Regions from separate parts of the Rattus norvegicus genome. Here region 2 is linked to region 1. The links are chromatin contacts, called in public Hi-C maps. All regions are on one chromosome and are shown on one strand. Each heading gives the region's core, a stretch centred on a gene start, on an enhancer-like site or on the middle of the called end of the contact. The rest is flanking DNA. Distances are from core to core; before and after follow the strand shown. Region 1 holds the start of Bbs4 (Bardet-Biedl syndrome 4). Region 2 holds the start of Hexa (hexosaminidase subunit alpha).

The links. Hi-C and Micro-C count contacts between places; a contact is called where the count stands out from the background.
Region 2: a contact with region 1 is called in a Hi-C map of frontal cortex, with 2.0 times the contacts expected there. The contact joins the promoter of Hexa here to the promoter of Bbs4 in region 1. A contact is called at or near these places in 2 of 12 Hi-C or Micro-C datasets (frontal cortex and hepatocytes).

The regions. Positions count from the first base shown.
Region 1 is chr8:68,658,806-68,662,527 of GRCr8, reverse strand. Bbs4 (Bardet-Biedl syndrome 4) reads left to right here and starts at 1,296. Exons shown (of 16, transcript NM_001106826.1): 1 at 1,296-1,348. The coding sequence starts at 1,325. It also overlaps the pseudogene Rpl13-ps16.
Region 2 is chr8:68,829,957-68,833,955 of GRCr8, reverse strand. It overlaps Hexa (hexosaminidase subunit alpha), which reads right to left and starts at 1,432. Exons shown (of 14, transcript NM_001004443.1): 1 at 1,149-1,432. The coding sequence starts at 1,401. It also overlaps a transcript of Tmem202 not described here.

The sequences.
Region 1 (3,722 bases), core at 47-2,546:
GGCCTTGGGAGGTGTATATCACCTCAGGGTCGAGGTACAATTTCTTGCCTTAGAATTCTTCCCTAGTCAGCATGCTTCCTCAGTCTCCTCCAGCAAATAATGCCTTATTTTTTAAATGTAATTTAAAATATCTCTTACTTAGAAAACGATTTCTACCATAGTCTAGGTTAAAGCCCCTGGTTATTTTCTCTTGCTGTTGTACATTTCTCCTTTTTTTTTTTCTTTTCTTTTCTTTTTATCGGAGCTGGGGACCGAACCCAGGGCCTTGCGCTTGCTAGGCAAGCGCTCTACCACTGAGCTAAATCCCCAACCCCACATTTCTCCTTCTTAACAGTTGCCACAATCCTGATGCTATGTGGTATGTTTCATTAATTTATTACTGGCATAGATAATATGTCCATATAGAGTAAAATTAAAAATTCTAAACAGTGTACTTCTATTCTTTACATCCCTGCTATACAGTTCTCTTCCTTAGAGGAAACCACTTTCAATATCAATATCCTCCTAGAAATATTTTCTAATAAATAATTGTGTACATAATATTCTTTTGCTTTCTTATTAACATAGATACTATCTGCATTTCTTGCATATTGTCATTATCTGATAAAGTATACTTGGCAGTTCTTATCTTACCATGTAAATAGTTGTCTCTTTTCATATGCCACACAATATGAACTTCTTATAATTTATTTGTGGGTAATTAAGTTGTTTGCCAGGCGTTGGTTTATTCCGAACAATGACACGTCGGATACTTCTGTATGTAAAACCATGTCTTACGTCTATACGTATAGAATAAATTCCTATAATTGAAACAGTTGGGTTAAAGGTTATGTGTATTTTTAATTTTGGTAGTTGCTGCTAAGCTGCTCTTATTGGAAGCTTGACCAATTTGTTTCAACTGGTGATGAAGTGAAAACTTTTGTTGTCAATGTAAGACGCAGACCGAATCTCTTGGAAACATCAGTTTGCATTATTTCTCTTCCTGGCAGTTTTATTTTCGTATGTTGAGCTACCTGAGTGAACTGTTTCTTTATAAACTGCGCTTCATTATCTAATATCTGACAACGCTACACGCCAGTTCGTCCAACCCGGTGCAGAGCTGTCTAATCTCCGGCTGCGAGTTCCCTCACCCATTCCTTCCGAGCTGAGTCCCTGTGGCCGAGACTCCTGGAACTCACCGACCTCATCACCGCTGCCTTCCACTCGGCAGCTTAATTCCTTACTGGCTCAGGTTCCTCCTTCCTTCCCTAGCTACGACTTCCGGCTCAGCTGGTCGTCCGGGAAACGGTCGGCTTCCGGTTTCGAGGCGGTGGGCGGAGCCAAGATGGCTGAGGAGAAGCTTGGGATGGTGAGCCAGGAGATTCTCCGAGGCGTCGTGGCTGCCTCAGGGCGGGGCGTCCGGGCCGGGCGGGGCCAGGAGGGGCCGGGTCGGGGCGGCGGTCCCGGGCCGGGGCAGCAGGGCCGGGTCCTGGCCCGGGCGTACGCCGAGTAGTCCCTGCGGGAGGCGGCACGGCCGGGTCCAGCTCCCCGCCTGGCGTTTTGGCGAATGCGAACCTATGCAGCGCTTCGTCTGTTTTGGGACTGTCCTCTTCCTGGGTAGAAGAGAGAGTTTCTTTGGAAATGGTTTTTTTCCTACTCTCTTAGGATTTTATTTTGGGGGGGGGGAGCTGGGAGGTGGGGGTACTGCACCTTCACTAGACGGTTTTGATAACCTATAGATTGGTAATTTAGTAGGATGAAACCTGGAAACTTTCAACGCCTCTGCCTCTCTGTGACTGGTGTATGTTTTCCCAGTTGCGATTAGATATTGGAAAAGTTCTGTTTCAGAGCTCAGGTGGTTTAAATTATTAGTTAATTGTACAGAACAACTTATGTGAATTCAGGCTGACTCAGTAGTAACTGACTTTTTGCATCACGAATGACCTTGCTTCTTTGTGAGTCTTGTATGTACATAGTATTTGTACTGTTCATGCAGGCTACGGATTAGCCTCAATACTCCACCTTTAATCCCCCAAATTCTGGGATTACAGGAGTGCGTCATCACTGCCACCTACATTTTTTTTTATTGACTTATAATTGTACATTTATGAGGTACAGTGTGATGATACTTCGGTACAAGTGTACTTTGTATATTGGTCAAGTCAGGATCATTAGCATTTCCATTTCAGCATATAAACCGTTGCAAATAGTAGCACTTGCTTCTGTCTATTGGTACTTGGTTCCTATTATTGGATGTTTCCATCTTTTCCCCTTCCTAACTTTTATCGACCTCTTGTTCTACTCTATATTCCCATAAAATCAACTTTTTTGTTGCCTTTTTAAAATTTTTTTATTTTTTTTATTTTTTTATTATTTTTTTATTTTTATTTATTTATTTATTTTTTTGCTTTATGGAAAATTTATTACAACTGTCCAGCCCCGCATTACTTCTTCTCAACGTCTTGCTCTGCGGCTTCTTTCGCTCTCTTTGCTCGGATGCCGAAGAGCCGGGCATTGGCTCGGGCCATGCGAAGGCTGGCGAAAGCCTTAAAGTTCTCCTCTTCCGTGATGGCTCTGGCCTTTTCCTTTTTGTACACATTCCGGATGGGTATCACAGGTCCTGTTAGCTGCGTGGCCAATTTAAGTTCTTCAGCAGAATTGTCTCCCTTCTTCCGGAGCAGAAGGCTTCCTGGGGAAAAGTATGAGCTTGGAGCGGTACTCCTTCAGGCGTTGCACGTTGGCCTGCAGTGACTCAGTGGATTTGTTTCACCTCCTTGGGTCCACAGAGATGCCGATGGTGCGTGCCATTTTCTTGTGGATACCAGCCACCCTGAGTTCCTCCAGGCTGACGCCCCTGCCAGCCCGGACCTTGGTGTGATATCTAACTGTAGGGCACCTCACGATGGGCCTGATGGGACCAGACGCGGGGCGAGGGGCGATGCGGCGCGCTTTCGCCTGCCGGGCCTTGAGTCTGCGGATCTTGCGGGCCGGCTGGTTGAACCACGTGTCCACTCACTGCTGCCAGTCCTTGTGGAAGTGGGGCTTCAGAATCATGCCATTCCGGCTGGGCGCCATGGCTGCCTCCTGTACAGGAGAACGGCCGAGCGGAAAGGCGCCTTTTTTTTTTTTTTTTTTTAAACATAGGGTAGGGTTTATTTGTGTAACCCTGACTGTCCTAGAACTGGCTTTGTAGACTAGACTAGACTGGCCTCCAACTCAGAGATCTACCTGCTTCTGCCTGGGATTAAAAGTGTGCGCCACCCCTTTAAGATGAGCTTTTTAGCTTTCACATTGGGGCAAGGACATGCTTTGCCTTTCTCTGCTAGCATATTTTCCTTAGCATAATTTTTCCAAAGTGCTACAGATTATGCCTCATTCCTTTTCACGGCTAAATAATACTCGCATATTATTGGGGTCCAGTAATTGCCTCACAAACCACACAAACACTGATGTCAGTCAGACAGGGTGGTTTATTGAGCACATGTCCTAAGACTGGTTGACCAAGGCCACGGTCCAGATTCGGGAACTGAACCATTACCCCAAGTTAAGATCTTACAGGGTTTTCCTAGTAGCAGCAGAAACATCTGAGAAAGTTTCCTTATAATGTCAGGATAGTCAACTAACTGTTACCCAGACCTTACTTAACATTTTACCTAGGCTTTAACATTCCATCTAGAACTTAACACACACCACAGTTTATTTACCCGCTTGTTTATCCATCTATGGGCAACTCCATTGAATCT
Region 2 (3,999 bases), core at 183-2,682, 170 kb before region 1:
AAGAAAGGTGCTTTTGAGACAGTTTTAACTCAGGAACAAAGACAACCTCACCACCCTCCCAACCACGCCACCCACCTCCAAATGTGGACGGCAAGGTCTCACATGCCAGAAAAAGAGAAGGGAAATGGCAAAGTATTCTATTTGATCCTTGACTGCTGTGCACTGTGACAAGCTGCCTCAAGCTCAGGCTCCTAGGCTCTCTCATGAGGGACTCGTTCCTCTGACGTCGAGCCAAAGCGGAGCTTTTGGTAATAAACACAAGAACAGGAAAGAACCAACCTTGTATCACAGCTCTTTCACACAATAGAACTAACCATGTTGCTTACAGGCACCCTTAGGGAAGAAAAGTCCAAAGGAGGCAACTTTAGAAGACTCAGACTATAATGACCTGACTTACAAACAGCCACTTGTTTACTGCCCAAGGATAAACTAATCAAATACCGATCCCGGCTGCAGAAGAACCAGATGTTGCTTTCAACTCTAGGATAAACGGATTTGGGAAGGAGCCAGCTTGTTCTGCTTAGCATCGACAGTACCGAGGTCCGAAACGGACAGGCACTCCAACACTGTTCACATCCATCCTTGTGGCTCCCCCCACACACAGGTTCATCACAGCCACCTGGGCGTCTGCTCCAGTCGCCTCTGCCTAGGTCTCCGGAAGCTCTTTGCCTTGGGTTCTGATTTCTCTCACATTTAAACATTTACTAACAAAGTTATGTGCCAGACACATGCTGGGTTCCGCTCTGCAACCCTGGTCACTGACTCACGGGAACCCTGACCACTTGAACATGTTCTAAAGGATCATCTTAAATGTCTATTGGCAACGTTATCGCCAATATTCTGACAGCCTGATTGAACTTTGGTCCTACAGTAGGCATTTCTAAAAAGTGAAAGCCTAAATAGAGCTCTCAAAAGGAGGATTCCGGATAAACTGTGACCCCAAGGAGTCAGATTAATAAAGGGGTGAACGGAGAAGGGGCTAGGCCCGGGAGGCCAGCTAGCTGGATAAAGAGCAAGGGGAGAAAGGTGTGGGGGGTGACTGACTGGGCTGTGCAGAGGCCAATGGGAGGGTGTCTGGGAGCCCGGCCGGGGCTGACCCACGCACGGAAGGCAGCCTCCTCGGAGGGAAGAAGCGGGCAGTGACTCACTTGAGAAGCTGGGTCGGGGCCAAGAGCCGGAACCGAAGAGCAGGCTACGGTAGCGTCGAAAGGCCTCGTCGAGGACAACGCAGCCCGCCTGCGCGGCCGAACCGGCATGGTACCGGAACTGGAAGTTGTTGGGGTACAGGGTGTAGCGCCGGTGGGAGGTTTGGATGTACTGGGGCCAGGGCCACAGCGCCGTGGCCAAGCAAGCCAACGCCGCCGCCAGCAGCAGCGAAACCCAGAGCCTGCAGCCGGCCATGGCCCACCGGCCAGCTCCCCTTCCAGCAGGCTGAGCCCACGTGAGGACCCGGTCAGGTGAGCGGCGCCCGCGTGACAATCGGAGGGTCACGTGAGCGAGCGGGAAGCAGGCAGGGCGGGCTCGATGTTTGCGAACGTTTGGCGACTGATTCCAAAGCTCCAGACCCGGTGGGCGGGAAGGATCGATCCCCGCCTTTGCCAAGCCTCTGTAACCTAGAGGCAGACTCCGCCCCTGGGCATGAAGTATTAGCAGGGACAAGGAAATACCGGAAGAAGAACAAGAATCCAATTAGCGTCAACTGTGTGGCAGAAAAGGCACTTGAGCAGTATAAGTAATCATCAGCTCTAGGGCATTCAACCTGGGGCAATTGAAAGATGTCCCAAAGTCATGTTTTTTAAAAAATCGTTTGTGGGGGGCTGGAGAGATGGCTCAGTGGTGAAGAGCACTGGCTGTTCCAGAGGTCCTGAGTTCAATTCCCAGCAACCACATGGTGGCTCACAACTGTCTGTAGTGGGATCCAGTGCCCTTTTCTTGTGTGCCTTAAGATAGCCAGGGCGCACTCATCTTATTTGTAAAATAAATAAAATCTTTAAAAAAAAATAGTTTGTGGTGACTCCTGGTTTTGATACCAGAATTTGTGAGGGAAAGGCAGGAAGATTGATGGATGTCTATAGCCAAGTGTGGACTATCTAGTGAGTGCCAGAACCCGGTGAGTTGGCATAAGCCTATAATCCAGTGCTCAGCAGGTCAAGGCAGAAAGATTGTTGCAAATGCAGAGGCCATATTTTTACTTCTGTAACTGAGAACTTAAGAAAATTTCTCTTAGCTAGAGGTGTAGCTCAGTGGTAGATAACTCATAGCATGCATGAGAATCCAGGTTTAACCCTCAGCCCTGAAGTGAGCAAGAGGAACAGTGGAAGAAAAGAAGGAGAACTTTCTCCTAGGTCTTTAATTGTGCTAAACCTAGTATCCCATAAAGTGATAATTTCTACAACCATAGTCCTAAGGCTTGCAGTCATCTTAAAAACAAAACAAAACAGGGCTGGAGAGATGGCTCAGTGGTTAAGAGCACTGACTGCTCTTCCAGAGGTCCTGAGTTCAATTCCCAGCAACCACATGGTGGCTCACAACCATATGTCATGGGATCTAGTACCCTCTTCTGGTGTGTCTGACACATCATTGTACTCATATACAAAGAATAAATAAAACCTTTACAAACCAAGCTTTAAGAGTCTTATGAAGCCCACGTTCATGCATGGTATGAAGACAAACTCTCTACTCTCTGTGATACATCATAAGCACACGCCAGCCTCGCCGTGTTTGGGGGAGCATGTTACATGTGTGTGGGTACATGTGTATATGTGAATGTATGGGCATACGTGTTGCTTGTGTGAACCAGTTGGCAGTATTTGGTGTCATTCCCCAAGTATCTCCCTGGTCTGGGGCTCCATAGTTAGGCCACTTTGGTCTAGTCAGTGAGTAGAAAGGATTCCCCGTCCCTGCCTTCCAGCACTGGGCTGTCAAGCATATACTGTCTTGACTGTGTTTTTTCCCCCATAGGTTCTGGAGATTGAACTCAGGTCCTCATACTTCTGAGGCAAGCTCATTACTGACTGAGCCTTACATCAGGTAGTCAGAAGGTTTCTGAACTGTAATAGGTTTTTAAAAATGGTAATGCAAACAAATGTCCAGAATCTAGCATAGAGATAGAAAATTTTGAAGACTTATTTATTTTTTTATAGGTGGTTGTGAACCACCATGTGATGTGGTTGCTGGGATTTGAACTCAGGACCTCTGGAAAAACAGTCAGTTCTCTTAACCATTGAGCCATCTCTCTAGCCCCGAGATAGAAAATTTTGAATGAATCAACATTCATAGCCTACTATGGCTGCTGAGAACCGGACTCCAGTCTTCTACAGGAGCAGTACACACTCTCAACCACTCTGTCATCATCCTGGCCCCGACAGCTTTTACTCGAAGGAAGACAAACAAATGGACAGGAAACTGGCTGAGTGTGATGGTGTACATCTTTAATCCTAGTACTTGGGAGGCAGAAGCAGAAGGATCTTAGTTTGATGAGAGCAAGGACAACATAGAGAGATCTACCCCCTCCCCAAAACTAGACAAAATGGACAGATGTGCTGGCTATTTTTCTATCAACTTGACACAAGCCAGAGTCTTAGGAGAAGAGGGAGCCTCAATGGGGAAAATATCTCCAGAAGGTCAGGCTCTAGGCAAACCTCTGGGCATCCTTTCATTAGTGATTCATGGGGAGGGCTCAGCCCATTGTGGGTGGGACCACTCCTGGGCTTGGTGGTCTTGGAAGCTTTAAGAAATCAGGCTGATAGAGCCAAGAGAAGCAAGCCAGTAAGCAGTGCTCCTCCGTGGCCTCTGCATCAGCTCCTGCTCCCAGGTACCTGTTCTGGATTCCTTCAGTGATGGACAGTGAAGTAGACATGTAAGCCAAATAAATTCTTTCTGCCCCAACTGGCTTCGGTCATGGTGTTTGTTTCACCATTGCCATAGTAATCCAAACTAAGACAGCATGAAGTGGAATAGTATAAGCACTCTAATAATAACGAAATCTGAAATGGCAAT